2 separate regions of the Gasterosteus aculeatus genome follow, and region 1 is linked to region 2. Evidence: chromatin contacts called from public Hi-C data. All regions are on one chromosome and are shown on one strand. The core of a region is the stretch at or near the end of the contact, and the rest is flanking DNA. Distances in the headings are between cores, read along the strand shown.

Region 1 (6,169 bases), core at 2,174-4,673, 83 kb after region 2:
GCTGTTGGTCTTACCTAGTTCAGGGCTGAACATAAAAAAACAATGCTTCTTGGAAATTCACTAAACCTTAAATGCCTGCACTTTGATGTCTGAGTGGCTCCCTTGTTAATATTCCTGTGTGTGAGTGTGTGTCCTGTCTGATCTGGCTGATCCTCCATGAGGTAACACCACACATAAAGATGAAAAGGGCACAGTTACTACCACCACATGTTTCTTGACAGCCCCACTGCTTAAAATCTTTTTCTGTTTCAGGTAACCGCTAAAATCCATGATGGATATGGACTGAGTAGGTGCAAGTGGCTATATAAAGTCCCTTTCCCATTGTAAAACATCTGTTGTAATTGCGATAAGACAGCAAAGAATCCTTTTTTTAAAAACTATTTTTCCCCCAGTTCATTTTGTTTCGGAGTTGAAAGAAAAAATGTGAAAATACTAGTTAACCACACAATGTGTGGAACAATACTTTATTATGTTTACATAGTGTAGTATGCTACAGTACAGCACTTTACAGTGTAGTAAAGTAAAATAGCTCCGTATGTGGTTCTGGGAAAGGTTGACTTGCCAGTTCAGTTAGACCAAGTAGGCCTTCTTAAAGTGTCTTTGAGCGAGGCTACAACTAGAACTAGAATCTTTTTGAAAGGTTCAATCAGAGAAAAAAATCTCTTCATCAAAGAATGACTCCTAGTGAACGGCTCTTACTGATGAATTGCAAGGGCTTCTGACTGGGAAACGAACGCTGTGATTAAATCATTTTGAGTTTACGGTGGAGAAGCTTACTGCGATGAACGAGTCAAACGCAGTTCACATGCGAGCCACGCTAGCGACTTGAGACTTGAAGTAGCCTTTAAAAAAGCCAACAGCTCCATGATTGAGCTACCAGTCTTGTTGCTAACAACATGTGCTGCGGAGTTGCTGTGGGAAATTGCCCTGGTGGCCGATGGCTCTGGCTATTGTTGATGTGTGTGAACACATGTGTGTGTGTGTGTGTGTGTGTGTGTGTGTGTGTGTGTGTGTGTGTGTGTGTGTGTGTGTGTGTGTGTGTGTGTGTGTGCGTTTGTGTGTAGCTAAGCTGTGGCCGCGGCCCACACACGTTGCTGACTTTGTAAGCGCCTGTGTTGGGATCAAAAGCCCGGCTATCCGCAGACATTGAAAGGGGCAGTGCTGCTCACAGCAGCAGCCTCACCGGAGATTGCCGGACAGATGGACGTCTTTTTTCCGTCTTAATGCCGTAAATACTTTGGAGATTCAATGTGTTTTACTGGTCAGCGGTCACGAAAACGAGCTAGAGCACGAGTTCAGTTTATGAGCTGTTTTTTTCTTTTCCAGGTCCCTGAATTCTTTATCAACATAATCAATATCGGAGCTAATTTGATTATCAGAGTTTTGATTTTCATTACAAAGTATCTTTCCAGGTTGGCAAATTTGTTCAATCGTGTCTTTTTTTTTAATCACTTCTTCTCCACAATGGCGCCCGTCAGCAGACAGAGTGACTGGACACACTTTACATTGTTATCGTAAGTGCCTGATTTTGTTTCTTAATGCTTCATTTGAAAAGCAATTAGCTTCTCTCTTGGATTCAATTACCAAAGTAAAAGGCCAGCGCTATCTTTCCCCTGCAATAATAACAAAATAATTGTGTTCACACGCAGCCCCGCCCCCAAGCTCGCCTTTGACGCACTGCTCTTTCAACCAGTGTCTGATTCCCCTCCTCTGGCCTTGGCTGCGTGCTACGAGAGTTGAAACGATCGCATCACTCTGCAGTAAACAAAACGCGACTGCGCGGCTCGACTTTCAAAAGCATTGTGGTGCGGGAACATTTGAAACGGGCGGGAATTGGACGCTGAGCGTCTTAAAAAGTGGGCTGAATATTTCCGCCGCTTGCTGACTAAGTTCGACATGTGGGTGTCTGCGCAAAACGTGTGTGCCAGTGCGGAGCTGGAGAAAGCGCGTGAAAAATGAGTGTACATGTGTGACAGTAAAGTGTCGGAGCTTGTGGCTGTGTGATTATGTGTGAGCAGTCAGTCGTAATCTGGAAAGCATCAGCGCTCGCCGCCGCCGTTGACGATGTGTGCGCACGCCGCGGGCCCCGGGCCTCAAGTCAGACAGCAGTGAATGTGCTCGTAATGAGGTTGAGACTGTGGGAAATGTACATGTGCAGATATCACCAACATTTGCTAAAATGTTATTTTTCAGGCAAACGTCAATGCTTATTTAGTTTTTAAATTCTGAATAGTTTAATGTCGCTCCAACTCAATGAAACTCATTAAATGGATTTTAAAACATTTCATTGCTTCTCTCGCTGTGCAATATGAGAAGTACAGTAGAGTCCCATTTTTTAAACACAAGGTTGGCATTCCAACATGTTTTATCTCTATGTATGTTTTAAAACCATCTTGAACAATATTCCACATTTATTCTTTCATAGAAAAGCAAAAAGTACAGTGTTTTATTTGCTCGATTGCAAGGCAACGACTTCGGTCTGTAAAGTGTCACACGGCCTTGTGAACTGCCGCAATATGTGGGTGTTGTAATTATATTTAATTGGCCCTTCCTCAGAAATATTCACACTGGGATGCACACACTTCACACCAACCCCTCACATGGATTTCATAAGTTAAGTGCAGCGGGCGCCCCGTGGCTCGCTGACCTCAAAACCGTATTCACTTCCTGTATGGGTTGAAGTCGTCTTGACCAGCGTAAATCATCCTTACCCGAGCTTCCACGCCTTTCCTCTGTCACCAGCCCCCCCCCCAAAACGTTTAAAGCTAATTTCCTCTGACATAAATATGCACTTACCGTATTGATGTGTGGTTTGCAGTGTGAGATCGTGCACACGCATCCGTCACAGCTGCTTTTCTGACCTGAGAGAAGAAGTTTGGACTGGTGGGACTGGGGAACGGGAAATCTCTTCAATGGTTCGGAATGTGTGCAAGAACACAAACCAAATCAGCCCACGTCGGCTTCAGCATAATTATTATGTTATCTGTGATCCGTTAAAATTAGGTCAACAGCGCGGTGGAAATCGAGCAGCTCTGGTTTTTATGAATATGTAGATTTTGCATGTCACATTTCCATAACTGAACGGCATTCACAACGGTTCATGCAATGGACATCTGTTTATCATTGTGCTAAACACACCTTGAGTTTATTTGGAATTTTAAACGTCAACTTTAACCTTACGGAAACTGTTTGCTGCATTCAGTATTTAGAGATACTGATTACATTTAAGATTCAAAATGAATGAGAATTGCAAATAGAGTCCATGGTGAATAATGCATTATTGTCTGCAGTCCCTGTAGACTGATGTTGACATGGGATTTGGAAATACAGAAGTACAGCGGGATTACCTCAACGAATTAATGGAACCTCTCTCTAATGTGGATCGTGCTTATCCTGGCCCTGAAATAATAGTCCAACTAAGTCCTACAAGCACAAACTTTACATGCCACATCAGCCATGGTGATGATTAACTTGTGTAAACAGCTCAGAGTGGGCCAGTGATTCCCTTTTTCTGCGCTGCAAGCGTTCGTCTCAAAGATGTGCTGAAATGTACGCCGCATGTATTCCCAAAAGACGGGCAAAAATCAACAAGAAAAATCATCAGCGTTGAGGGGTATAAAAGCAAGCATTCATCTTTATTAAAGTCCATGGTTTATGTTAGAGCACCTCAATCCTTCTCGGATTGTCCACTGGTCTTGAAAAAATAAACAGCTGTTGGAAGGAAATAAAATGATTCCAAAAGGAATCCATGGAATCTCTCTCTCTCTCTCTCTCTCTCTCTCTCTCTCTCACACACACACACACACACACACACAGTCTGTATATATTTAATATTTAGAATAATCCCTAATTACACAAACTGTTATCTTAGATATTTCGATTTGCCCAACTACTGTTTTTATTTCAGTAGTTCCCTTTTGTCAAAATACAGTTTACACAACCTTGGCAACTAACTATAATGACATATATCTATCATATATAAAGCAAATTTGCTTTATACAGGAAAATAAGAAATTACCATATATACATATGCTAATTTCTTATTTTCTTGATTTCTGATGGAGGTCATGGCGGATACACGCACACATTTTATCGAGCACTGCAGCATATGTTCCACTGAAACTCTGAAATGACAATAACGAACATACACTCGTGCAAGCGCACATGTGCAGGCACTCTATAAGCGTTTGATCCTCTGATAAAGAAGGTGGAAAAGATCCTGATGCCCGTCGTCATTAAATCTGTGTTGGTTTATTTGTGTAAGACACTGGGGCTCAGGAGGAAGGCTGAAGACTGTCGGGTGGTCCACAGTCCATTTATTCACTGTTCGCTCGCTGCTGAGGTCTGGAATTCTCCTTCTGCACAACGACGGGAAGGTTGGCGGGAAGTGACTGCAGAAAGTCTGTGCGTGTGCGTACGGAAGACTACTTGCTGAGGACAGTGTTGAGTTTTGCGGGTGTGTTTGTGTGCCTAAAAGTGGGCTGTGTCAAAGAGCCGATTGATGATTTGAACTGGAGAAACAAGCTTCTCTAAAAGATATAAACTAGTAAGGCTACTAGTCTCTGTGTGGAAGGGAGGCAGTAAAGCGGCAGGGCTTGTCGGGGGTACATGGGGCACCGTCTCCAGGGCTTACTATGGACGGGGGGGTGGGTGGGGGGGATATGTAGAAACAGCTGTTTTTTTGGCTGAACTAAATGGAGACGTTGTCCTGTGCCTCGCCGCACTCTTTCTTAACCCCCCCCCCCCCTTTCCCTTTTCAGCCTTTACCAATACTTCCCCAAGCCCACTTGCCCCATGCAAAGCAATAGGAGGTTGGGGGGTGGGGGGGGGTAGCCATCTAAACTGAAGTCATCATCAGCCACTCCCCCCTCCCCCCACACCACCGACCTCCCAGCTACCCTTTCCTGACTGATGTGGCCCTAGACAGGATCTCATCTCTCACAAGTGGCCTGTGCTCCCTCTAAAGTGTCAAAGCGGGTCTTAATTTAAAAGCCCCAGGGCCCATCGCAAGCTATGCAGCTATGCTTACCACTCAATTATCTCCCTGTCCCGCTTTTTGGGCCTCTAAAGCCCCCTCGGAAAACATTTAAGAGAGCTTTGTGGTGGGTCGGCCAAGGTTTCAGTTTCTCAGTGTCCTTGTCCATCAAGAAAAAAAATACAAACTTTTGTGACCAAATGGTAATTTGGCAGAGGCGATCTTCTACGTGACAGATAAAGCAATGCTCCTGCATCTGGGATGCTAAAGTGATGTTGGTGCTCATTGACTCCTTGTTTCTCACAGCGTTTGAAAGCCCCTCTGGCAGCCATTAGTTTGGTTAAGGATTGCCCCTTTCTCTTTTAGTGGTCAATCTGAAACAAATAATGTGCTTGCCCTCCAGTGTGTGCCGGAAAAAAGAAAGAAAAAAAAAAGCTCTGCGAGACCTTGAGGATTGGAAACGTTTACGAACACTCAGGAAACATCCAGAGGAAAACGCCCCCCCCCCCCCCCCCCCCCCCTCCTCCCCTCCCACTCTCCCTCCTCCCTCCCCTCTGCTCCTCACCAGCAGTAAAGCTGGGACCAGTGAGCTTGAGAAAGGTCAAAGGTGAACGAGAGAAAAGCGCAGATGACTCTCAGATGGATTAGCGGTAAGTGATCCGGACTCTCCCACACAATCACAACACCTATGAGGTCATATTCACCAGGCATCTAATATTAATAACGTTCAAGAATTCCAACCACCAGCCAGAAACTTGGCATCTCAGTCTGAAACAATATAGTCTATGAGACAGTAAGCCTCTAACAATTAAAATTCCCTTGTCACTATTATCATTATTATTACTAAGAAGACACACAGTTAGTACTGTAGGTTGCACTCTGAATGTTACAGGCGGTTGATAATTCAAAAGTGGGAAACAGTACGAGTAAGTTAGTAAAGCGTTGACAGATTACAAATCCTCATGCACACTGTACGTGGGTGAGCTATCATTAATCTTGACATAGATGTGAAAATAGAGCCTGCTGGTTTAGCACGCTTCAACCTAAATGAACTGTGATCCATCATCTGGAGAATATCTCACTCTGCTTATCAAAAGCCAAACAGTGTACAGTTTTAAAAAAAGAAATCTTTTACAAGATGGATTAAACTCTCACTGTGGCCGGCTGTAATGCATGAATCTACCTATTTTATTA
Region 2 (5,921 bases), core at 3,300-5,799:
TAATTGCTTAATAGAATTAAAACGTTTAAAACATTAAAACATCTTTAAGGTTACTAAGTTTTTCCTCAAAGTTAAATCACATCCAGTTATAAAGTTTGGTTCCCTTAATTAATAAACACAAAGGAACATATTTAATTGTTACAGTATTGGTTCATATTTGTCCAGGTAGATTGAATTTAGTATCGACGACAAGTTGTAGGTTCGGGAATGTTACAAAAATTGGCCGACATAAACCAAAGACTCGACTATCCGACAAGCAGTTCTAATGAGGCATAATGGAAGCTTCTCTCTTGATGATCTATAAACTTCGGTTTGCAATTAATCTACTTTCTGCACCGTGAATTGTCCCTGAAAAAAATTAAAATGATTATTCTGTGGATTATCCAGAGTCACCAGGATATTGTTTCTTAAAAACTATGTTGCTGTGCATTTTTTAAAAATAGTATCAACCTCATATACATTCAGACAATGAACACATTGCTTTCTTTACACTAAGACAATAAAAGAAACTTCATGGATCAATACCAATAGATCCGGAAGCTAATTCCATTTTTCGGGGGACTAAACTAACCCTTTAATATGGATCTTGCATTGTCATTATACTCCTCTGGTGTTGACTAGATGCAATGTAACAAACTATTACAGTCTGCATCATAAAGTGAAACAATGGCAATGTAATAGTAAGCAGAAAAAATAAAGAGTTGGAGGAAAATGTTTTTTCTTGAAACAATTTGTACATAAAGTAAAAATTCCATCCCTCAAGCCAATGTGGATGACGTTCAATGTGCATATGACCATACACTTCCCTTTTTCTGCTTTTATGTAAATATTGCCTTGATAAAGAGTCTAACAAATAAAAGTCTAGCCACACATAATATAAACACTCACACTGCAGTTTCATAAGCAGACAAAACAGAGCTATATTATTGTTTGGCCTCAGGGCTCTGACTTGTCCATGCTCTTACACATCATTACATCATCAATATTTAAAGCAACAAGAGCAACTAGTGCTGCTAGGCTGCAAATCATAATGTTTCCCCGGCTTATGAGTCACAACAAGTTCTGCTGCCAAAGGTATAGGATGACTTTTTCACACATAATTATTCTGTTATTACTGTTTTTTATGTATTCTGTCTGGTATCGGAATAAGCGGCCACTATTACCAAGAATCAGGGACTGACTACACATTACTTTCAGTTCATTTCTGTTGTTGCTAATGTGGACTGAACTTCTAATCTAATAATCATAATAACTACCTCTTTTTTTTCTAACCCTTCTTTTGGATATTAGTGTATCAATTTTTAAGTGTCTATTTTTAAGGTTACTTCTGTTTTGTATCACGTTATTGCTCACACGGGTTTAAACTTTGGTTTGTAATACTGCTTTGGCATGTTGCGCTCTTAGTTTCTCTACTCATGCGTGCTGTGACAGCCGACAGGCAGACCAAGAGGAAGGCAGAGCCCTGGCAGAAACGCTCTTTTTTTTTGGTATGTAATTCACAAATATGCGTGCATGCACAGACAAGGTTGCACAGTTTGCACGTGGCAAAGGGATGAATGCATGCAGTTGTGGAGGCACACACAAACACATGACTGTACCCAACAAGTATTTGACGGACAGCAACACGCGGGGAGGGGGTGGGGGGGTGTTTGGAGCTGAAATAATAATGAAATTTCATTCATGAGGGTCACAAACAAAGCAGGCGGAACCAATGGAAAAAGTAAATAATATATATGGGTGCAGTACCTCATATATTGATACATTTAAAATGTTTTATGTCATTCTGACATATACATTCGAATTTGCAGACCTTTTCTCCCTCTAAAGGAGCCCCACCCGTGTTTATGGCAAAGATATACACAGGAAACAGTCCCACTGCCCGCACACCAACCCACAACCACCAGTCGCCTTATGCTTGTAACAGACAACACAAAATGCTCTGCCATGGGCCAATCGGTCAGAAACAGTGCGGATTTATTATGAGCAGGTGCTCTGAAGACACTAGACAGACAAGGTTTTATCAAGACGGAGTGTATTTACTGTTGGTAAATTGATAGTAGGCATAATGAAACAATAAAAACGTCTGCAACCACTGCCGGGACAAGGTGCTCTGTGGTTGAGGCCGTGCGCATAGGTGAGTGTGTGTGTGTGTGTGTGTGTGTGTGTGTCACAAGAAATCCATTGCAATTCACCAAACCCACCTCACGTACTGTCTTTCATGCCTCATTGTTTTCTTAACCGATAAGGAAGTACTTGAGCTGTTTGCAACCAGTGTGTCAACAAAGTGAGGGGGCAATAGAGTTTTGAAAAGGCCAGTAAGAAGGAGAACGGGTAATAACAGGGAAACATTTACCATGAGCGCGCGTGTCTGTGGGTAAATATGCGGTTTGTGGGGACAGAAAATGGGGTCCGTTCAAACAAACAAACTTCACCAAAGTGGCTCATTTTCAGCATTGTTGCATTGTATCATGTCTTCCTGCTGCAAGTCATCACAGGGTGTTCAGTGACTTTGCCCAGTGCTTTTTATATGCCTCTGCCCCTCCCGCGACCCAAACCCCTCACACACACACACAGGTCTGTCACCCATGGCGATGTGAGTGATCTCTGTACGGACGCTGCTGAGCAGCTCACGGGGGCATCTGGTCTTTTTCCCTTCTCAGTCGCTGAAATGTAAACACCCCAGTTGCCTGGATTTGCCAAATGAGCACCTGGTATTTCAAAGTGGCCTCCTGGCTGTGTGACTTTCTTTTTTTTTTTTTTTTTTTGCGTTAGGGTTGGAGGCAAAGGCTGTTCTGCATTACGCAGACATGCACACAAGCAGGCTTGCACGCACCCTTGCTGTTGTTCAAACCATAAATGTATAGAGGGAGTGAAAACACGAGGTGAGACGGGTCAGCAAGCCCACACACGGACATGGACACACTTTGACAAAGCTACTTTGACAAAAAAATGCATGCTTTGGTACATTAACAGTGTGAACTCATGCACACACATACCCTGCACTCTCTGTCATTCCCTCACCTGGCTTTGTGTTTAGTCTATACGAAGTGTAATGGTATACGGCAGGATTACTGCAGTACAGCGGCGTGGCGCGTGTAAAGACTGTCCGTTGTAGTCCCCTTCGGGGTGCCGCAACTTGTTAGAGCGGCAGTTAGCCACACAGAGCTAAACCCGACCCAAAACCATCACTGAAAAAAATGGGGTCATCACACAGAATATCCATTGTAAATATTTGATTGCAATTATCCATGTGGCAAAGTGTAAATACATTTGAGGCCGATGCGTTGCTTGTAAGGGGGGGGGGGAGTCAGCCTGAGCCAGATGTCTTCTCAGGAGGGGTTTGCCAGAGAGACACTTCCATCCAAACCTCCTGAAGGCAATTAACAGAGAGAAGAGAGACAAATGTAAGCCTAGGATTTAAGAAAGAATGGAGATGGAACTAATCATTGGTTTATTTGTTTGTATAATACAATACGTTAGAAATGCAATCATCCTGGGAATTTTCCTATGACTCTTCACGGAGCAAAATCTAAATCAACTGCTGCGAACATTTTTCAACAATTTGGCCCAATGTTGTATGTTTCCATCTGTTTGTTTTGGTTACCGTGATACCAGAGATACCAGAGCTGCAGCGGACTAGAAAACTAAAACTGATCTTGAAGGATTGAAATGATAATTAGGCCATACACAATAATATGCACAAAAAAATACACAATAACCCTAATAAGAAGAAAAGAGGAAAACCACATATTTGACAAATACTGAATTTTCCCAAATAATCTTTCAAGTCATTAGTCCTTAGTTAGTTCAATATTTAGAATCCGCTCCGTTTTTCACGCTCAATTTTTAATGATTGCTTCTCCGTTTTCCTTTATTGACGATGGTGTGTTTACTGCTCAGTTATGTCCACCCCTGCTGTTCTTATATTTTCTAAAAGGCATATCTCCTAGTTCCTCTACTGCCGTTTTGTACTGTCTCCTTGACGATGGCAGAAGAGGAGAAAAGATGAATATAATTTCATTGAGGCTACCCTACACCATGAAGCAGGAGTTGTCTCTCTGTGGTGTCACTGGATTGTTTTTGGTACACTTGCCAAGCCAACTCTTGGCTGGATATCATTTTGAAACATATATCATATCTGATATGTTATTCTTGTTCTCTTCCCATAACTAAGAGGATAGATTGCAAATGAGAGTGACTCCTAACAGCCCTATCATAATATATGGAAGTGAAAAGCAATGATATCATTTTGCTCACCCACAAATGCTGCACACGATGTTATCATTCTTATGACAAAACTGCTGCCTGCCACAGTTCACACAGCGACGCAGACAACAATTCCATTTGGCTCGGGAAGCCTTTTCTCATCCCTCCCGACTTCTTCCTAAAATGGAAAATGTTGTCATGTTTATTGCGCTGGCGTGATTTGTGGCCTGTTTTCACATTCATGTGATAACAGACTATGTCATGACGCCGCATGTCTCAACAGTGACAGCGTAGGGCCAACGTTGGTTGTCTGTCAGCGCTGCGCAACGACACATCCTGGCCTCCACCCCAATCAGACCCGAATGAGTCACCGTGAGCCAAAAGTCAGGTGTCTCCTTTTCTGACTCCCAAACACATTCCGTGGGGGTTAATCACCACGTTAGACTCTCAGTGACAGTCTGTGTTGTCTTAGTTATTTATACTTCTGCGGTGACATTGGTTTGTGCTCACTTGACTGGATGAACAAAATCAGGGTGGGTGTAACTAGCAATCTGTTTTCTGGCACAAGTGTTGGGTGTGCGAGGTGGTAGATCAAAGTATTTTTGAGCGCATTCTTGTATGTGGGTCTGGATGTGTGTGAGACTCGGAGAGATAAATCAGGCGCACTTCTCTCAAGCTTTCAAGAAACTTTTCGCAACGGACCGTGATGCCCTCCCCTATCCGCTCCAGCACAAAAGTGATGGTGACGGTGATCTGCCTTTGTAGTGAATCTCTCTTTTCTCAAATGGCTGCATCCACAGGGAAAGCAGAACACATTCTGCAAACAAGCACGAGAAACACCACAACAAAACAGAGTACAAACAGCAAGCGGGCACAGAAATGCTGATAACATCAGTCTCTGTTTTTTTCATCTGTTTTCCGCTGTCTTCATCCGGGACTACTGTATCTGTCATTGTTCCTCATTTTTTCTTTGCCATTTTATGCGGTTCTGTGGGAATGTGCAAACATTTTCCATTGGAAAACATGATCCTAGCAACATTTCACGTAACCTCCCCAAGGTTGCAAGACCTTGAGCCTTTCCCCCACCCAAACAACAGCCCACCACCACCTTTCATTACCTATTTTGGTCCTCCTCTCCTTCTCTTTTTGCCCTTACTTTTAATCCTTTTCATCAAAACTTCTGCAAACGGTAGTGCTGTGGTCTCCTCCTACGTGCTGGGGGCAAAGGTGTTCCAGATTAAAAAAGAGCCTCGCAAATTGAATTTACACTTGATGAAACAAACAGATTTGCATGTGTCTACCCGCCCGAGACGAGGTGGCCAGCTCCAGGCAAAGAGCTGTCCCACCTCTGAAAAGTTTAATGCGCTCAACTAATTAATGGGCTGTTATTGGAGAAATGTGTCACAGAGTTTGAGGTGAGGCAATATAGAGCGATGGGACCCCAGTCCAATAACCCGGTCGAGGTCCTTGCTAATAGGATGGAAACAGGTCATTTCTTCACCTAATGAAAGTTTCCAAGTGGAGTCTGTGGTTTTCAATGTAAACCTGCATATCAGTCTGGTATCAGTCTTAGAAAGGAATGCCTGATTCCAGCTCTGTTGGTCTCTCTTGTTAAGAGGCTTACGTTTTTTTTTATATATTTGTATCATGGTGGCACATTGTGTTCAGGCTGCTTTGAAGCCATATTGCGTTGACAGCTGTGCATTTGAGTTGAC

The links. A called contact is a pair of places that touch in the nucleus more often than the background predicts.
Region 1: a Hi-C map of skeletal muscle shows a contact between it and region 2, with 1.6 times the contacts expected there. The contact joins two enhancer-like sites.

Annotation. Positions count from the first base shown.
Region 1 is chr8:14,261,693-14,267,861 of fGasAcu3.hap1.1, forward strand. No RefSeq gene overlaps it. Among protein-coding and RNA genes, the nearest start is that of ephb3b, 95 kb to the left of the region's middle. Within about 2 kb of position 3,424, at least 1 of the 9 cell types and tissues checked has open chromatin away from gene starts, as enhancers often do.
Region 2 is chr8:14,177,317-14,183,237 of fGasAcu3.hap1.1, forward strand. No RefSeq gene overlaps it. Among protein-coding and RNA genes, the nearest start is that of ephb3b, 10 kb to the left of the region's middle. Within about 2 kb of position 4,550, at least 3 of the 9 cell types and tissues checked have open chromatin away from gene starts, as enhancers often do.